Regions from separate parts of the Mus musculus genome. Here region 2 is linked to region 1. A link is a contact called in public HiChIP or PLAC-seq data. All regions are on one chromosome and are shown on one strand. The core of a region is the stretch at or near the end of the contact, and the rest is flanking DNA. Distances in the headings are between cores, read along the strand shown.

Region 1 (7,526 bases), core at 2,678-5,177:
ACCTAGGTATAAATAGAGGCATAATTAACTTGCCCACTGAAGGTCCTACAGTAATCCCCTTACCTAGCTGGGTTTTGCAAAACTGGTCTGAACTAATGTCTGTGGTGTGGCCAGTGTTTTCCCTAAAATGAAGCAGAATGTCAGTGCTTTCTGTCAAATAATAAAATATAGTTTCTGCTTGACCAGGCAGCGTAGAAAAACTGTTTACTGGACCTTTCAAATGTCACTAGGCACTCCCATGCTTCCCACAGTTCAAGCAAGAATGTGTTAAGAAACTTTTTGCCTAGGAAGTGGGGATGTGAGGTACTCAAGGCAGAAAGTCCAGCTTGTGTGGCTTTCTCCTCTTCAGACATATTCCTTTATGATGAGCAAAGTCTTCTCAGGCCATCCGACAGTTGCCCTTGGTAGCCGGTAGGCATTTTTGGGACTGAGGAGAGATGTGAAGCAGGCTGACAGTTGCTAGGGATGAGTGAGTGGAAAGAGATGAGATATATTTCCTGATGTTGTTATGGTAGTCATAGAGCCAGGCCCTTCACTTCCATCATCTTGATTCTTAAAGCAGCTTTGACAGATAAGTGCAGTTGTCTCTATGTAAGAAACCAAGAGATCACTGTGTTCTTCATGTATTCAACTTGCCAAGGCCACTCATTTGCATCGAAGGCTCATAGCTCAAGCAGAGGCCACTCATTTGTATTGAAGGCTCATATAGCTCAGTTCATTCCCAGATACATCTGAAGGTTCCCACTAACTGAAGAGTCCTGAGAAACACAAAAGAGGAGGAGACAGACTCCTCTTATTGCCCATCCTTTATGGCTTACCTGTGTAGTGTATGTCTTTAGTTTTCCTGGGGGCTGGAGGCCTCATGTGAGCTGGGTATTGCTAGCTAGGCCACAGGTTCAAACATATGCTTTTAAAATCTGTGTTCAACAAACCAACAGCCTTTGTGAGCTTTAAAGTCCTCAAAGCAACTTATAATTGGGTGGCCGTAGACAGTATCTTGGAATCTGTATCTAATATACAGCTGACTGAATCAGCTGTCAATGTGGAAGGCAAAGTGGACATACTCTTCATAATTCCTACCTCAGAAAGATGCAGTGTAGATTCATTTCATCATGAATCTCGAATCTCATCTTGTTTCGAATTCAGGGCAGTCAAGATGTAATTTGTACCAGAGAAGGCTTAGTGAAAAGTCGGTTACTTCCTATCCCAGCCTTCATTCTAACCCAGGGACACTGTGAACTTTATGTTTGCAGTTTATTTAGAGATAATAAGATAATATGGTTCTCACCTTCCTGTGCCTTTCTAGTATAAGAAACACACACAATAGTATGGAGCCTGTAGTTCTTAGTGAGCCCAGACCCTTCCTCATGGCAGAAAACAGGGCTGTGGCACTCAAAACACATGCCTGTGAAGCCTGAATTAGTACCTGTAACAGAGCTTCTCTACAAATGGATCACCAAAAAATCGATAGCTCCTCAGCCACTTAAAATGACGAAAAGCTCTTCTTGAAGAGAGCCAGGAATCTCTGACAGGTTTTCACAACCCTGAAAATTAGAGTTGAGTTTCCATCTGCATCCATGACATTGATTCCTTGTGTACAGGGCAGCTACAGGAGCATGGACCCACTATACAGCGAGGGCAAAGCAGCACATCTTTTGAGACCTGCCTCTTGCCTCTGCCCTTACTGAAGTCATACTGATAAGATGGAAATGTACATGGAAAAGTTGTGGCTGTAGATCTAGGGATCGACAAACAAGATGCCCAGAATGTATGAGGCTGACCTTATCCATACAGTGATATACCAAGCAGCCATTAAAGGAAATACAGAAACTGTTCAAACACTTGCAAAAAAAAAAAAAAAAAAGGTATGAAAGATTTGCTGTTAAAATAATGACAATGGGACCAGAGGGTAGGTAAGGGAGCTGAGTTTCTTCATTTGCACATTACTAATGACGTTTGTGAGTGGTTGGGGCTGAAGGACAGATGTGGAATTTAAAGTCCACTGCTTCTTTTCATGACTATTTTTAATTTTGTACCATGTGACACAAATGCAAAAGGAAATTGAGAACATTTTAACTTTGTAGTAACTTGGTACTTAACTGGTGTTGAAAAGTAGCAGGTAGGGAAGGCCTAGGACTGGGAGGAATTGATCCTTAAAGTGTAGCTTGGGTTGCAAGGAAACAAAGTAATATCTCTACTGTCTCTCTGAGGTTGTGTGTATAATTGAGGGGCAATCATGACAAGAATTGGCTTGTAAAATTTGAGCACTGTTTTAAAATAGTGGATCTGGAATAGTCAGCAGATTTTATTGAGCCTGATTTGCACATAATCTGGAAGCTAGATATTTTCCCCAGAAATCTTTTAAGAGTGCTCATTGCATCTATTTTCATAGGATAGTAGTGATTGGAGGAAGTGACATAGATTTGGAATACCTCAGAAAAGGAAGTTGAATGTAAGATTCAGCATGAATTAAGCACAGTATAGAATCAGCTAATAGACACCGAGAGTGGATTGTTTCTGAAAAATCACTGAAATAGAACCATGGATTTTTTTCTTTACAGAATAGTTATTATTTTTCATTTGTTCTCTCTAGCTGAGAAAACTACATTTCTACATTCTTTCCACTGGATACTACCAAAATCCACTTAGCAGTTGTAATTGAAATTGATCACTCAGATGGCACAGTATACAAATGCTGCTTTTCTAAAGTGGCTAAGGAAACACTTTGGGGTCATATGTTCTTCCAAAAACTTTCCTTTTGCTTCTTAAGACAAAGACCTGATGCGCCTGAGTGGGCTTGAGACCCAGAAGTGTCCTCCAAAATTGGGTCGAGGGAGGGCCTAGGTTTCACCTGGTTTGTATTCTTGTTCTCTCCGTCTCTGTCTCCATTTTGTGTCAGTCTCTTCTCCTCCACTCTGCATGTGTGTTTGCACACGTGGCCATGCACATGTGGTATCTTCTTCTTTTGTATGTTTTTTTCTGTATGTCTGGCCCTCTTTGGATATTCAGTCTGTCAAGCTGACAACCCCATTGTGATTTATTTGAAGAGCCTCAGGCCACAGGAGAGATCATAGATAGATGTTCCTAGCAACAGCTTTGGCTGACTTAATTAGAAATAACCATAATAACCACTGGGATATGATTGAGGAGAAGGTCCATCTCACCCTTCAGCCATTCCAAGATCATCAAATGTATCAGGGATTCGCTGTCACTTCAGTAAATCTCAGAATGCTGACTCATAGACAAAACCAATGTTGTTGATTTGACTGGACCACAGAAAACTGGCTGCACTGTGTGGGACAGGGGCTGAAGAGGGAATAGAGCACTGTAGTAGGGTCTAGGGAAGTACTGTTAAACTGCCCCTTTTACTTCTGGAGGACTAGGGAAACCACAAACCCTTGTTATGCACGGGGGCTGGGGGTAGCTGCGCTGATGTATGGTGAGCTTCTCTGGGTTTAAGGCAGCTAAGTGGCTTCATCCATCATATAAAGTATTCTGTGCCTATACTTTATAGAAGGCTCAATTGCCGCACTTTCAAGCACTGCAGAAGAATATAAAGCCATAGATAATTTTAATTGTCTTTGTTTACTTGCAGTAAGTCAGGCTATCGAGTATGGTTCCCTAGCCCTTAATCATTTTTAAGCACTTACATAACATGCATGTGAGGACCCTTTCCAGACAGGCTCGAGGTTCCTCGTCTTCTCCCTCAGGCTTCCCCCTTCCCTGTCCTACGCAGTGACTTGTATTTTGCACACACGTTTTTCACTTTTCATGGTAGTTCAGAATCTTAAGAGCAGGAGTTCATTCCTGGCCACTCTCCAGGACACTATACTCCTGGGTTGATGATTCTCACAGAAGACGCAGACATGAAAGCAACAAGGCTTTCTTGGTCACCTGGGTGCCTGTCTTTAGGGAGTTTGGCCTGTAGGTGGCAGTACGGTCTTGTTTTGCTCCCTGCTGGTAACTCCTGCTTTAACTCAAAAAGGGATCCAATAGATTTTCCCTCCCTGAAATCTTTATGGTTTTCCCACCTTCCCAGAGTCAGGGCTGATTCTTATCTCTCAGTATTAGAGCTCTGCCAGACACTACAGGAGTTCTGGGTGTGGGAGAAAGCAGGCACAGCCTGGCAGAGAAGAGAATTGTGAAGTGGAATCTGATGTGGAATGAGAGAGAAGCGCGTGGGTTGGGAAAGTGCTGTTACTTTCCCAGTCTGTGCTTCATCAAGGAGCTGAAACAAAAGCCAGGGTGGAGTTAGTGAACCCGAGCTCACTCTGAGCTGCCTAGCTCTGTTCTAGCTGAGTCAGTAGTGGCCACAGTAGATCCAACTTTAACAATTACATCAAGGATCCCAACAAAGGAACCAGACTGGGAGGAGACAGTCCAGCCACCATGTCAGCCTCCTCCTCTCTTGGGGAGTGTCTCTTTGTTCTGGGATGGGGGTGGAGTTTGGGTAGGTGTTCCAAGCAATTGACAGTTCACATCAAGATCTAGCCACACTGTGTACACAAACTCTGCTCCTGGAAGTACTTCTTTTCTGGGCAATAACTTTCCCATAAGAACTTTGAAAATCAAACATCATCTTGACCTAGTGAGAGCTAAACTTACCTTGACTTTAAAGGCATAGTATTTTTCTTGAAATTGGGCAGGACAAGGAAAAGAACAAAAAAATAACTGAATTGTAACATGAGTAACCTGAAAAAGCTCATGATGTGTGGTTTACTAGAAAGATCCTACTGACCTAGTGGGGGGTCCAGGCATGCAGATGACTCAGGCAACACTTTTCTAACATTTGCATACACACTGTTAGGGTGTGGCCACTACTAGGGAAGGTGTCCTTCCATTTTGCCTTTAGAAAGGTTACCAGAAAGCAAAAAAGAAACAACAGTTGGACAAGAAGAAACCAATTTAAATTCCTTCTTAAGTAAAAGTAAATATTCTAGGAACCTCATGCATACCTATGTTTGCTGAGGACAACCGGGGAGTGGCCATCTCACAGTGGCTGAAAGGCTTTTGTGGTTTTTGTGATCATTGAATTGGCTAGGTTGAGCATATTGGTTATACCCAGCAGCCCTGCTTAGGCATCTTTGAGTCATACTAAGTCCTTGTGGGAGGCTATTACCAAGTGCTAATGCATCTGTCCTGACATCAACTCCCACAGCATGAGCTGACAAATGGCCACATCACCATCTCTTTCCCTCCGTCTCACTAAAGGCTGCTAAGAAGCATGAGACTCGCAGAATGTTGCTTGTTATTTTCTTTGTCTATCTTGGTAGCTAACCATTTATTTTCTTTTCTTAGACCCTTTGGATGTTTCAGAGTGCACACCTCTCTGATGTCCAGAGATATTGTAAGCCACTGATTTTTGCATTGGCACAGTTAGGCTCTGAGTCTGTTAGCTACAGTTGCTAGGCTGAGTCCAGCTTCATGTCACAAAGAACTCTGTGAAAGCTTAAGTAAACACCATTAAGTCCCAAATGGATGATGACAATGAAATAGGCTTTAAGTTGGTAATAATGGGGTGATATATTTATTGTGCTGTATGAGAACTAGGACAAAGAACTGGACACATGTGATGGGTCATGGGCAATTGGTATTATGCAAACACTGCATGGAATAGGAAATGGGCTTTGCCTTCTTCTTAGAGGCATGATGACAGGGCGGTAGAATTTGATGCCGTCTTGTAGAGGCAGGACAGTAGCCTGTGGTATAGTGATCTTGAGTTCTGCTTCTTCCACTTTTCTTCATCCGCTCTTGTGTTTGGAGTACAGAATACCCATGGAAATCAGAGGAAAGTTCTGGGGACCAGAGGCAATGTTGGGGATTTCTAAGCTTGCCAGTGGAGATTCACAGGCCTGTTTTATCTTCCTCAGTGTGGGATGTGTGGAGCTATTTTAAAAACGCATTATGTATTGATAATTTAAAAAGTATTTCAGTTGGGTATAGAAAGAAAGCTTTGTTCTCATTGATAGCCAACTAGGCCATACTCTGCTACCTATGCAGCTAGAGACACCAGTCCCACCATGTGTTTTCTTTGATTAGTGGTTTAGTCCCAGGGAGTTCTGCAGATACTGGTTAATTCATATTGTTGTTCCTCCTATAGGGCTGCAGACTCCATTACATTCTTGGGTACTTTCTCTAGCTCATTTATTAGTGAACCTGTGCTCTGTCTAATGGATGACTGTGAGTATCTACTTGGTCTTGCAAAGATTCTATGCCCCAGTATAGGGGAATGTCAGGGTCAGGAAATGGGAGTGGGTGGGTTGGGGAGCAGGAGGAGCGGGGAGGGTATGGGGAATTATCGGAGAGGAAACTAGGAAAGAGGGTAGCATTTGAAATGTAAATAAAGAAAATATCCAATAAAAAAAGAAAAAAAAATATAGATCTTCTCTCCGTCTTAAATGAAAACTCCTGTTGGGTAGAGTATAGAATTCAGTAAAGAAATAACTACATCTTAGAAGAATTTATACTGTGGAGTGTGATTATTTGCATAACTAATAAAAATTATGAGAAAAAATCTGGTGTAATAAAACAAAATTTACAATGTTAAAAACTAAATTTAAAATAACTGAAAATAAAAGAAAAAATCTTTGTCGTTTTTTCTTTGGATGGACTTGGTGAGCATTTTAGAATGGTCAGAGGACTATACATAAAGAACCATCCAGAATGCATGGGACTGACTGATAGGAAAGAGCTCCATCAAGCCTTGGTAATTAGAAGAAAATGAATTACTGATTGAGATAATTAGCATTAATTGTCAGCTTGTCAGAATCTGCAATCACTGGGGAAATGGGCTTCTGAGTATGTCTGCAGAGGGATTATTTTGATGCATTGGTTTGGGAAGGCCAATCTTGACTGTGGGTAGAACTATTCTGTAGATAGGGGGTCCTTGACTATTTAGGTGAATGGAGAAAGCAAGCTGAGCAACAATGTACATTTCCACCTCTGTTTCTTATAGTGGACATGATGTGACCAGCTGCTTCAAGTTTCTACTCTCTTGACTTTCATGTCTTAGTGGACTATACCTAAAACTGTAAGCTAATGTCTTGCTTCTGTAAGGTACTTTTGTCAGGGAACTTTATTCCAAAGGGAAAGGAAACTAAGACACATCCTTTATCATTTTACTTATAACTGAATAACTGGACCTGTTACATCTAAAACCTCCTCATTTTATAATCATCTGTATTCTAGGTTTGTGTAATCTGTTCTTAAGAGTCCAACACATTTCTTCTACATATTTATATATACCTTCTTTTGGAGGTCATACAAAAATCAAAGAAAATGTGTCTAAAAAGCAACCTGCTAATTATTTTATCTCATTTGTAATTTCTGTCACAGGAAGGCAACATTTCAAACAACTCAGGTTTCTTGATGGAACTCCTATGGATTTCTGGACATAAACTTCCAATTCCAATTTTTCTTGCCTCTTACAACACTTGTGTTTTAGAGTCAGGAAGATACTAAGTGTAGCCCTTTGGATTCATGGGTTAGAAAGTGACTTTCAGAGTCTTTTTGCAAAACTACAGTGT
Region 2 (7,526 bases), core at 2,657-5,156, 330 kb after region 1:
CCAGGAAGAGAGACAACAAGAAGTATATGTGGAGCCCTCAGCCTGCAGGCTTCATTCAGGCAAAAGAATAAGTAGTAAGGACAGAGCATGGGGGCAAACTCAGGCAATAGCCAGAGAGACTAGAGGGAGGCAGATAAAGCTGAGATCCAACAAATATGTTGCTCTTACAAAAGGTAAGGGTTCTTAGAGTACTCACAATGGCAGGCAGTTATGATCACCTTGTGTCACAAATCAATCTATATTTTAACAATCTACCATGCCCCATACTACTGCCATAGAAGAGGCAAGGGAGAAGGTAAAAGAATGACAGGAGCCATCTTCAGATTAGAGGCGGAGCCAGAATACTCCTCAAGGAGAAGCACATTCTCTGGATGTTTTTATTCTCTGCTACTTACCTGGATAGAATGTGAGGAAAGTCAAGGACATTCCCATGTATTTCGTTAATCAAAACAAATTGGGAATATAGAGTTGAGAATAAAGCCTGATAGCTGGCAAAGCATTCATGAGTTGTTGGTTTTGATCCTTAGTACAACAACAAAAGAAAAAAGAAATTAATTGAGATCTGCCAGCTTTCTTAGGGCATCATTATGATGAAACTGCTGGTAATAGCACTTGACACATAAACCCAGTGACTTGAGTTTGATTCTTGGAGCCCATTGAAATAATGGAATGATGAAAATGACTCAACAATGTTGTTCTTTGACCTCTTCATATTAGCCATGTGGCATATGCACTCACAGACACATATATCATGTCTATTCATGCATGGATGCACAGGTTTGCATGTGAGCATGCATACACATGTGCAAACACACACACACACACACACACACACACACACACACACGACAAAAACATTTAAGTACCTTTAACAAAGTCCGCAAAACTAAGCAGTAGAGTAGCGATCTAGTGAAAATGCCCAGAGTTAAAACTAATATATATGCAATCTCAGGGATAGGTAATCTAACATGATCTGTAACTGAAGACAATTCTGTTATCTAGGCTACCCATATGTATATACATAAACATATATTTCTGGTGGGCAGGTGGTATTTAAAGCCATGAAACTAATGGAAGGTAACTGAATGAGAAACATTGCAGAAAAGGCTCAAAGCAAAATAATCTGGGAAATGTCAATATCAAGAAGTCAACAAGATAAAATAGTTATAGATCTTGAGCGATAGTTTAACCTGTTGCTTTTCTACAACTACAAGTCAATTGACTTAGTTATATAGTTTTCATCCCTTGTTTTCCTCATTTTTCTTTTGATAGAATCTATGTATTCCACATTGGCCTTCAACTCACAATGCTCTCACCCCATCTTCCCAAGTGCTGGGATTAAATAAATATGTTACCATGCCATATTTATGATTACACGTACAAAGTGTTTGGCACGATACCAAGAGTAGAAGTTAGTGTGAGGGCGATGATGTTTATTATAGTGATGATCATCATCAAGACCTAGATCTTGATGCTCTAGAAGTAAGGAGAAATCCACTACAGCTAGTGATAGATGGGTACAAAGACAGAAACAAAGACAATAAGAATATATCATCTGCCCTATTTTGTGATTATTGCTTGGATTGAATGTTTTAAGGATTCAATGACATATATGTTTCTATACAGTGCTATGGGAAGGAAAATATAAAACTCAATGTACAAATGCAGAAACCCAGTCTTATTAGGATAAGTTCATTATTCTAAAACTTTGTATATATTAAACAAACTCAAATCCCAGAAACATTGTAAAGTCAAATACCAGTCACTCCTTGTTGGGAGCCGCCCCCACATTCGCCGTCACAAGATGGCGCTGACATCCTGTGTTCTAAGTGGTAAACAAATAATCTGCGCATGTGCCAAGGGTATTTCTCTACCCCATGTACTCTGCCTTCCCCGTGGCAACAACTCGGCCATGGACTGCAGCCAATCAGGGAGTGATACGTCCTAGACAAAGGATAATTCTCCTTAAAGGGGACGGGGTTTCCGCCATTCCCTCTCTTGCTTGCGCTCTTGCGCTTTTGCTCTCTGGCTCTGGCTCTTGCTCGCTTGCTCCTAAAGATGTAAACAATAGAGCTCTTGCTCTGCGCTCTGGCTCTCTGGCGCTCTGGCGCGCTGGCGCTCTGGCTCCTAAAGATGTAAGCGGGGGGCTTTCGTTTTTGGGGCTTGGGGCTTGTGCTCCTGGCTCCTAAAGATGTAAGCAATAAAGTTTTGCCGCAGAAGATTCTGGTTGGTTGTGTTCTTCCTGGCCGGTCGTGAGAACGCGTTTAAGTACTCCTCACCAAAGCCAAAGCTCTTCCCACTATGTCTGTCATCTCACATTAAGTAAAAGATAGTCTGTGGTTTCAGATAATTACAGAATAGTGTCTTTGTTTTATGTGGGGCATTATTCAAAATGATAAAGGAAGATGACTCTTTTTCTCTCAAATTTGAAACTTAGTGAATTTGCTTAATTTGAGGTCTATATTTTACATTCTTAATTAAAGTTAAGTTAGCAGAAATTTTTATCTGGGACAACTTTCATTTTAAAAACATTTCTTTTCCAATGAGAACAAAAGTAGCTTGGGGGAAAAGAGCTATCAATGAATTTTGATAATATTTTAGGCATAATCTTATACCATTTAAACATTGATTTTAAAGTTCCAACTTCACTAAGTCATTGGAATATATATATATACACTTAGAGAGAGAGAGAGAAGTTGATGAATTATTCAGATGACTTGAAGTTATTAATACATTTCTAACATGGCTTCAAGTACATTAATTACTTCAAAGGCAATAATATATGAATGGGTAGGTTAGTGATATAGTCAAAATAAAGTTATAAAATTCCTGTGTGATTTAAAAATTCATTATTTTAATTGACTTCCTGCATCATTGTCAGAATAGCCATATATGTAAATAGCACATGTAGCTCGGCAGCCAGAACTAATGTAGCTGAATTTTGTCCTTGCCATACACCAGATTTTTGTGATTTGACATACTCTATCAGCTGTCACAACCTTAAATAGTAACATCACTGTGAAAACCTGGATAACAGACAAGTAGGTCTACAGATATTTCACATACAGGATGCCTGCTACTAAGGGAAGAAGATGTCAAGTCAGTTTTCAACATGAACCCTTGAATGGCTTTTCAGAGAAAATAATTACATGGATGCTTAGAATTCACACATTTCATTTGAATTTCATGCCACATGCTTGTGGTACACCAAGAGTTGGCTGTTTTATATACTGTGTCCATCATTGATATACTTTATTATGATGATGTAATCTATCATTTTGTCTTAATATACAAATATTTACATAATTGTATTTATTTTATTAAGATGTAGGTGTGTGTATGTATATGCAAGTGAGGGTATTCATGGGAATTATAGAACTCAGAGAACAACATTTAGAAATTAGTTTTCTCCTTTCACTGTGGGTTCTGGGTATTGAACTCCAGTTGTCTGGCTTGCATGGTAGATACTTTTATCCAGTGAATCATCTCTCGAGTTCAGTTTAATCTTTTTACGATTTAAGATGTGACAACGTAAAAACACCCATCTAATAATCTGCAATTGTTAAAAATAAAAGGGCGATCTTGGGGGCAAACTCCACAGAGGGTCCCAAAGTCCCCAGAGGACTCTCCACACTACAGGAACCCTAGCACACTGAGGAATGTGATATCACTGGTGAGTGGAACTCAACATCTATTCCAAAAAACCCAGAGGGTCTTGTGCTAGCAGCAACAGGGTCAAAGGACAAAGGCAGGCCCTAGCACACCCAGAATCTTGGGAACACTGAGACTCAGGAGAGCACGTGGGTGGCAGAAGCAACAGAGCTTCTTGGGCACGGTCCCTTGGGGCCTTCAACCTCAGCCAGGAGGCAGAGCTGAGACCCAGACCCCAGGGACCATTCCGTGCCAGAGGAAAGGTTGCCTGCAGGGAGTGCTCTGACCACTGGGACTCAGGAGAGTGTTGGACTCACAGGAGTATTGACAGAGGATAAGAATCACAGGAGGAACAAGCTTCAGCCAGAGACAGCTAGAACATCTAACACCAGAGATTACGAGATAGTGAAAGGCAAATTTAATAATCTTACTAACAAAAACCAAGACCAATTGGTATCATCAGAACCCAGTACTCCCACTAGAGTGAGTCCTGGATACCCCAACAAACCTGAAAAGCAAGATTTGGAATAAAAAAATTCATGATTCTGGTAGAGGATTTTAAGAAAGGCATTAATAACTCACTAAAAGAAATATAAGAGAACACGCTAAACAAGTGGAAGTGCTTAAAGAATTACAGGAAAACACTGCTAAACAGGTAGAAGTTCTTAAAGAGGAAACACAAAAAAATCCCTTAAAGAATTACAGGAAAACACAACCAAACAGGTGATGTAATTGAACAAAACCATCCAAGATCTAAAAATGGAAGTAGAAACAAAGAAGGAAACCCAAAGGGAGACAACTCTGGAGATAGAAATCCTAGGAAAGAAATCAGAAACCATAGATACGAGCATCAGCAACGGAATACAAAAGATGGAAGAAAGAATCTCAGATACAGAAGATTCCATAGAAAACATGGATGCAACAATCAAAGAAAATGCAAAATGCAAAAAGATCCTAACCCAAAACATCCAGGAAATCCAGGACATAATGAGAAGACCAAATGTAAGGATAAGTAAAGATGAGAATGAAGATTTTCAACTTAAAGGGCCAGTAAATATCTTCAACAAAATTATAGAAGAAAACTTCACTAACCTAAAGAAAGAGATGTGCATGAACATACAAGAAGACTAGAGAACTCCAAATAGACTGAACCAGAAAAGAAATTCCTCCCAACACATAATAATCAGAACAACAAATGCACTAAATAAAGATAGAATATTAAAAGCAGTAAGGGAATACTGTCAAGTAACATATAAAGGCAGACCTATTAGAATTACACCAGAATTCTCACAAGAGGCTATGAAAGCCAAAAGATCCAGTACCGATGTTACACATACACAAAGAGAACACAAATGCCAGCTCAGGCTACTATACCCAGAAAAACTCTCAATTACCATAGATGGAGAAACCAAGGTATTCCATGATAAAACCAAATACACACAATATCTATCCATGAATCCAGCCCTTCAAAGGATAATAAAGGGAAAACACTGACACAAACACAGAAATTACACCCTAGAAAAAGCAAGAAAGCAATCCTTCAACAAACCTAAAAGAAGACAGCCGCAAGTTCAGAATCCCAACTCTAACAACAAAAATAACAGGAGGCAACAATAATTTTCCTTAATATCTCTTAATATCAATGGACACAATTCCCCAATAAAAAGACAGACTAATAGACTGGCTACATAAACAGGACCCAACATTTTGCTGCATACAGGAAATTCACATCAGGGACAAAGACAGATACTACCACAGAGTAAAAGGCTGGAAAACCATTTTCTTGCAAATGGTCCAAAGAAATAAGCTGGAGTAGCCATTCTAATTTCGAATAAAATTGAGTTACAACCCAAAGTTATCAAAAAAGACAATGAAGGGCACTTAATACTCATCAAAATTAAAATCTACCAAGATGAACTCTCAATTCTGAATATCTATGCTCAAATTGGAAGGGCAAACTTATTCATTAAAGAAACTATAGTGAAGCTCAAAGCACATATTGTACCTCACACAATAATAGTGCGAGATGTCAATGCCCCACTCTCATCAATGGAAAGATCCTGGAAGCAGAAACTAAACAGAGATACAGTGAAACTAACAGAAGTTATGAAACAAATGGATTTAACAAGTATCTACAGAACATTTTATCCTAAAAGGAAAGGATATACCTTCCTCTGAGCACCTCATCGCACCTTCTCCAAAATTGAACATACAATTGGTCACAAAATGGGCTTGAACAGATATAAAAATATTGAAATTGTCCCATGCATCTTATCAGATCACCATAGATTAATGCAGATCTTCAGTAGTAACATAAATAATAGAAGGCCAACATTCCTGTGGAAGCTGAACAGCAATCTACTCAATGATATCTTGGTCAAGGAACAAATAAAGAAAGAAATTAAAGACTTTTTAGAGTTTAATGAAAATGAAGCCACAACATACTCAAACTTATGGGACACAATGAAAGCAGTCCTGAGAGGAAACTCATAACCCCGAGTGCCTCCAAAAAGAAACTAGAGAGAGCATACACTACCAGCTTGACAGCACACCTAAAAGCTCTAGAACAAAAGGAAGCAAATTCACCCAAGAGGAATAGATAGCAGTAAATATTCAAACTTAGGGTTGAATCAACCAAATAAAAACAAAAAGAACTAAACAAAGAATCAGCCAAACCAGGAGCTGGTTTTTTGAGAAAATCAACAAGATAGATAAACCCTTACCCAGACTAACTAGAGAGCACAGGTACACTATCCTAATTTAAAAAAATCAGAAATGAAAAGGGAGACATAACAATATGAGGAAATCCAAAACATCATCAGTACCTACTACAAAAGGTTATATTCAAAAAAACTAGAAAACCTGGATGAAATGGACAAATTTCTAGACAGATACCAGGTACCAAAGTTAAATCAGGATCAGATTAATGACCTAAGCAGTCCCATATCCCATAAAGGAATAGAAGCAGTCATTAATAGTCTCCCAACCAAAAAAAAAAAAAAAGCATGGGACCAGATGGTTAGTGCAGAGAGTTCTATCATACCTTTCAAGAAGACAAAATTTCAATTCTCCTCAAACTATTTCACAAAATTGGAACAGAAAGTACTCTACACAATTCATTCGATGAAGCCACAATTACTCTGATACCTAAACTACACGAAGACCCAACAAAGAAAGAGAATTTCAGACCAATTTCCCTTATGAATATTGATGCAAAATACACAATAAAAGTGTTGCTAACTGAATCCAAGAACACATCAAAACGATAATCCATCATGATCAATTAGGCTTCATTCCAGGGATTCAAGGATGGTTTAATATATGGAAATCCATCAACATAATCCACTATATAAACAAACTCAAAGACAAAAGCCACATGATCATCTCATTAGATGCTGAGAAAGTATTTGACAAAATCCAACACCCATTCATGATCAAAGACTTGGAAAGATCAGGAACTCAAGGCCCATACCTAAGCATAATAAAATCAATATATACAAACCAGTAGCCAACATCAAACTAAATGGAGAGAAACTTGAAGCAATCCCACAAAAATCAGAGACAAGACAAGGTTGCCCACTTTTCCCTTACCTATTCAATATAGTACTCAAAATCATAGGTAGAGCAATTAGACAACAAAAGGAAATCAAGTGGATACAAATTGGAAAGGAAGAAGTAAAAAATATCACTATTTGTAGATTATATGATAGTGTATATAATTGATCCTAAAAATTCCACCAGAGAACATTTAAACCCCATAAACAGCTTCAGTGAAAAAGCTGGATATAAAATTAACTCAAACAAATCAGTGGCCTTTCTCTACACAAAGGATAATCAGGCTGAGAAATAAATTAGGGAAACAACAACCTTCACAA

The links. HiChIP or PLAC-seq counts read pairs in DNA pulled down with a chosen protein or histone mark.
Region 2: an Esrrb HiChIP or PLAC-seq map of embryonic stem cells shows a contact between it and region 1, with 16 times the contacts expected there. The contact joins two enhancer-like sites. A contact is called at or near these places in 1 of 484 Hi-C or Micro-C datasets (embryonic stem cells), 5 of 115 datasets of contacts at active chromatin or transcription factors (all in embryonic stem cells) and 1 of 9 other capture datasets (embryonic stem cells).

The regions. Positions count from the first base shown.
Region 1 is chr11:12,807,459-12,814,984 of GRCm38.p6, forward strand. No RefSeq gene overlaps it. Among named protein-coding and RNA genes, the nearest start is that of Gm22789, 120 kb to the left of the region's middle. Within about 2 kb of position 3,928, at least 54 of the 459 cell types and tissues checked have an H3K27ac peak or open chromatin away from gene starts, as enhancers often do. A contact at or near this core is called in embryonic stem cells, where this site is marked.
Region 2 is chr11:13,139,040-13,146,565 of GRCm38.p6, forward strand. No RefSeq gene overlaps it. Among named protein-coding and RNA genes, the nearest start is that of Gm22789, 450 kb to the left of the region's middle. Within about 2 kb of position 3,907, at least 3 of the 459 cell types and tissues checked have an H3K27ac peak or open chromatin away from gene starts, as enhancers often do. A contact at or near this core is called in embryonic stem cells, where this site is marked.